Linked DNA regions of Ovis aries: region 1 is linked to region 2. A link is a contact called in public Hi-C data. All regions are on one chromosome and are shown on one strand. Each heading gives the region's core, a stretch centred on a gene start, on an enhancer-like site or on the middle of the called end of the contact. The rest is flanking DNA. Distances are from core to core; before and after follow the strand shown. Region 1 has its middle 380 kb from the start of TRPC7. Region 2 holds the start of TRPC7 (transient receptor potential cation channel subfamily C member 7).

Region 1 (2,700 bases), core at 110-2,609, 380 kb after region 2:
ACAGTGGAGTTGACGGCACTTGGCAGTAGCTGGCTGTCGGGTGTGCGAGAAAGTCAAGGAAAGCTTGGGACCCGTACAGTGGAAGGATAGCTCTTCTTTTTAATGAGATGGGGAAGACAACGGGAGAGGCAGGTTTTGTATGGAAATCAGGAGTTCCTCTCCGGCATGACAAACTCAGCATTTCATCGCTTACCACTCCCCATGAATTCACTGCACTCTCACACTGGCTAGCTGTCAGTTTCTAGAAAATCAAGCTTGTTTTACCCAAGGCCTTTGCACTTGCCACTTCCTTGTCCAGCTGCTCCCTGACTCTGTGCGGTCTGTGGGGAGCAGCTGTCTGCTAAAAAGGGCTCTGACCTTTAGGCGCCTTCTTTCAGATCTCGACACGGCTGTCATTTCTTGCCTATGTGTTGAAAGTAGCTTCCATCCCCGCCCAATCACATCAGTGGTTTTTTTGAGGGGCAGGGTGGGGAGAAAAGAGTTTCTCTCTGTGTATAACATTTCTGTTCCTTTATCTGCTGGTCTGTTCATTCCAGGAGGGTCAGGACCATATCTCTCTTGCTCCCTAGCCCTTATCTCAGTGCCTGGCCTCGTGGTTGCTCAATAAATGTGTGTTAAATCAATTGAACAGAGAACAGGAAACACCACCCTGTCTTCCAGGGGCTCACAGCCCAAGAGAGGAGGAGATATCACTGAATATTAGTCCCAGGTAAGAGAGAATCAGTGCCGATGAGGCTAAAGAACAGGAGTGGCAAAGGAGCAGATACGGGGTCTGGCTGGAGTTCCTGGGCAAGGCTGCCTTGAGAAGAGAGCTGGAGCAGGTGGAGAGCTGGGAGGTGCAGGCAGGAAGGGTGGTGTGGATGTTCAGACCCAGGGCAGGTGGGCCAGGCCCAGGGGGAGGGAGGCAGCGGCCGACAGGGTAGGCCAGCAGGCCTTTTCTCCTCTGCAGCCAGCAGGGAGGATGAGCAGTGCTCTGCAAGGGCCAAAGCAGGGAGCACCAAGAACAGATCACCATCACTTGCCACAGAGCTACTCCGAAAGTTCCTTCTCCGGGTGGCAGAGGGACATGCAGGGACCATACATCAGAATTAATTGCAGCTGTCATGCAGTCGGTAGTTCCCCAGGACGCCCTGGTAGACACCAGGGGAAAGAAACCCCACTGAATTCAGCCATCAGTTGCCTGCCTGTTGTGTATTCTAGCCCTATGCATGCCTGCTGGAACCCTGCAACTGCAATCAGACTCTGTTGACACATCCTGTCCTCATAAACCCTTGCCTTAACACAGTTGCAGAATAGCCCTGCTGCCAAGGTCGAGGCCTCAAGGAATCAGAGGAGCTAAAAAACACTGAAACACTCTGTGCTTTAATCCCCACCCACTCCTGAGGCCTTCCTGTCCCCTCCTCTCCAGTCCCCAGCCCAGAAGGGAGGCTGTGGGTTGGCTGGGGGGAGCAGCTTTCCCACATCACCAGCAGAGGGAGGCCGGTTGTGTCGGCTCAGAGCAGAGAGCAGGGCCAGTGATGGGACAGGACCGCTGTGCAGTGGACACCAGCAGGGACAGAGCCACGCTGGCAGGTTTCCTGGCAACTGTTGGTGCTGGCTGTGATCAGCAGCAGCGTTCAGAACTAAGCTTGGCTGAGCCCATGGATTCCTCTATTCTGGGGCATTTTTCTTGGCTTCCTGGGGCCTTGGTGGCGTTTCTCCTCCCCATGACTGTCTGGGGTCTGTGCCAGGGTTAAGCTGTCTTCCCTGAAGGACAGGCCCCCACTGCATCAACACTGTCTGGTACAAAGGGAACATGTCAAATGGAAGGAAAAATGCCCCCCTACCATATTTTTGGACATCCCAGTGACCGCCTCAGGCACTTCCAGGGTTATAGGGGGCATGCCTACAAGTGTGAGAAAATTGGAAGGACCCGGCTCTGGGTCATTTCCTTCCCTGGGTTTTTAGCCCTCTGAATGTCACTGGAAAGCTTCTCCCTGGGTCAGCCTGCTGACCGTGCTGGGAGGGAAACCTGAATACTCGTCCAGAGGCCGCAGCACGATCGTCACAGTCTTGTCCTCCACTGCCCCCCTGTGTCCACCTAGGGTCACTGCACCCTGACTGCAGCGCCTTCCGGTAACTCCCTTAAACGTTAGACACTGCCTTCCTGTATGCCTAACCCTTTCCCTAGTGCCACAAGAGAGGCAGTGCTTGCTCTGAAAAGAATAAAATCTCCCCAGGAGGTGAAGGTATACCCACAAAGGGACACTGAAGCCAAATAAGGCAGCATACCCTCAGAAAAGTGTGAAAGGGTTATTTACAGTGAGAGGTACACATTTAGTCTCTGTCCTATTCCTGGCTCTGAGCTCCTAAAATCCTTGGAATTTCTTAACTGATGAGAGTGGTAACCTTTTGTTAGGTGGATGAGGTTGGGGATGGTTTCCTGAGAACCGATCAGATCCAAGGTTTGAAACTTTTCAGTCTCCTTCCCCCTCCCCGCTCTTCATACCTCTGACTTCCAGGATGAGACGAGGGGCTGGGGGTTGAATTAATCACCAATGGTCAGTGATTTAATCAATCATGGCTAAGTAGTGAAACCTCCTTCCAGGCTGGGGAACATGTGGGGCTTCAGGGAGAGAGGTGCCTCAGAGAGGGCATAGAAGCTCCTCACCCTTGCCCCATACATTCCTCTCCGCATGGCTTCCACGTGGCTATTCCTGA
Region 2 (2,700 bases), core at 7-2,506:
CTTGGTAAACTGTTAAATAATTGAATCAATGTCATTGTTTAAAAGATCATAGAGAGTTTGAATCATGTCCATAGTGAATATTCTGGATTTAATGTGAATTCATTCATAAATCTGATGTGTGCTTCAGAGATAGGACCCACCAGCAGGTGGCATTCTGAAGCAAAAATTCACTGAGTGCCACCAGCCAGGGTCAATCATTATTGCCTCTTTCAAATCTACCCTAAATCCATTAAGCCTTTAAATCACAACTGATGGCAGTAGCATCCTGGTTATGTCTACTCAATCATACTTAAGTGAATTTATTATGCGACTTCAGACTTAAAGAGGGAGATGCTGTGTTCCAGAGTTTCAAAGCTTGTGTCAAAGCTCTGCCAGATTACATCTCTTTTATTAAAAGCATATTCGTTATATTTAAATGGATGTCTAAGCACACATTTTCAACAAAAAAAGGAAAGAAAAATACTAATCTCCTTCTTCCCACCTGTAGTTCTTTAATAGTGGCAGCTTATTAGAATGTATCTTCTTTCTCCTCTTACCCCTGTATTTATATTATGATAACTACAACCACCAAAAAATATCAAATTAAAAAACTGTCAGTAGTGAAGTAGGAGACAATGAGACAATACACATACTCTCTTCTGGGAATAAAACTGCACTCTAGCATAAAAGGACCGGGATATCAGGATGAGTTGCCTATTTCTAAAAGGCTTTGTAAACTTAGACTTTCAATGAAAAGTAAAAGAAAAAAAAAACAACAGCAGCTCTACTAACCTAGCAAATAATAAAGACTGTAAATCCAGATTTACATCTAAAACCACAAGCAATGCACAAGAGGGAGAAGGCTAATAAATAAAAGTTTAATTCCATATTTCAGCGAGAAAACAGCCTCTACTGGGAAAATCATTATGAAAGAATCGTCATAGCTGCTTACATTGAGGGTGAAATACGCAGGCTTGTCCCTTCTCTAGATGACCGGAATCCGGTGTTGAGTCGCGGGAATCTGGCTCCCCATGGGTGGTAGCCGAATAGATGCCACTCTCCGTGGTGCTGAAGTATGAAGCTGGTCGAGTGAGTGAAGTTGTGAGGATATGAAAGCGCACTCCACTGTCCTTTGTGTTGCAATAGTGAAAACTCGCCTTCCGTGGTGGCAGCCCCGCTTTACTGTTCTTTTCCTAGTCTGGGGGAAATTTCCCACGGAACATGACGGAGAAGGATCTGTGTGTGAGACAGGCATGCGGTGTGGTGATGGGTTGTTACAGTCCCCACCCCCTCTCCCAGTAGCTTTGAAAGGGAGATAGCAACTCTGCCTTCCTATCACAGCTCCTTAGGATTTCTGCGTGCCCCCACTCAAGCTCCAGAGCGGTGCATAAAACACACACACACACACACACACACACACACACACCCCTCTCAATTATATAAGGTAGCAGATTCTGGCTCCTAAAGTAGAATACTCATCTGTTAAATGAAAAATGAGGGATGAACTGGTTTTCTACCTGTTGTGTCTATATGTGTTTACAGAGGGAAGGAGTTGAAAAGAAAACTAATACTAGAGGAACCTTAAGAATAACAGAATTAGTTTACTTTAATAAGCTTTAAGGTCACACTCCACTTTGTCTTCTGTGAGCAATGCATTTTCTAACTTTAACCTTTTGTTTCATGACCTTTTAGCATTGTCTAGCCTCAGAAAGAGGTCAGTGACGTAGATCAAGTCTGATGCTAGTAAAAATGCTTAAAAAGGGTTAGCTTTCATTTGTAGCTTTCCAATTTTTGAAGGGAAATTCCTAATGTAAAACCCATTTCCCCACAGTCCCCACTATCACCAGTTGCTGTGTTAACAAATCATCTATGATTCTTAAACACTAAGGTATTTTGATGGCCTCATTGGAGAGAAACCCCCTTAATTGAAATATTACCTGTGTAAGAGAAATACCAGGATTAGTCCCAGGATCTACCTGGGTCACTGAACAATAAATCAGAGTACTTATTCTTTGAAACCAACTCATGGTTGACAACTAACAGTCTAAATACTTAGGATTAAAGAGTTGGCTTTAATATATTTTACACAATGTCATTCTAGGTTTATATGCAAATCGGTTACATTGGTTCATTAATGTGCTACTAGCGTTTTCTCTGCATATAACATGGTATGTGGGAAAAAACCCTGGAATTTTGATTCACTTATTAACTGTGTGACCTTCAGCATAATACTTAACCTCATTGAATCTCAGTCTTCTCATATGTAAATGGTGGGCGAAAGTGGGTAACAATTGCTTTTTTCCAAATGTGTGCATTTAAGAGATGTTTGAATGTTCTTCCTCCCTCCTTGTTCCAGAGAAGTTAAAGTAATGATCTAGTTAAAACTCTAAAAAGCTTGACAAGAAACTAATTTGATTCCTACAAGCCTCTTCACAAACTCTTCCTTGTTACTGATTGTGATTGTGGTTTATTGAATGAAATGCTATTTTAAAAAGAAATTTCCTCAACATTAAGACTTTCTATTTAAAAATTTTATGGTCTTGAAGGACAAGGGAATTTTATCTTTAATTAAAATCAGCAACAAATACATTTAATTCATTTTGAATAAAGTGTTAATGAATTAAGAGCTATTTAGTATTACACTGAAGTATAGGAAAAAAATATGTGAAGCCAACAAAAGTATCTTACACAACCCCAGAGTTAGATTAGCTGTGACGTTGA

The links. Hi-C and Micro-C count contacts between places; a contact is called where the count stands out from the background.
Region 1: a contact with region 2 is called in a Hi-C map of hypothalamus, with 5 times the contacts expected there. The contact joins the enhancer-like site here to the promoter of TRPC7 in region 2. A contact is called at or near these places in 2 of 16 Hi-C or Micro-C datasets (hypothalamus and tail adipose tissue).

Annotation. Positions count from the first base shown.
Region 1 is chr5:45,811,387-45,814,086 of ARS-UI_Ramb_v3.0, forward strand. No RefSeq gene overlaps it. Among named protein-coding and RNA genes, the nearest start is that of TRPC7, 380 kb to the left of the region's middle. Within about 2 kb of position 1,360, at least 10 of the 54 cell types and tissues checked have an H3K27ac peak or open chromatin away from gene starts, as enhancers often do. A contact at or near this core is called in hypothalamus, where this site is marked.
Region 2 is chr5:45,427,615-45,430,314 of ARS-UI_Ramb_v3.0, forward strand. It overlaps TRPC7 (transient receptor potential cation channel subfamily C member 7), which reads right to left and starts at 1,257. Exons shown (of 12, transcript XM_042250549.2): 1 at 932-1,257. The coding sequence starts at 933.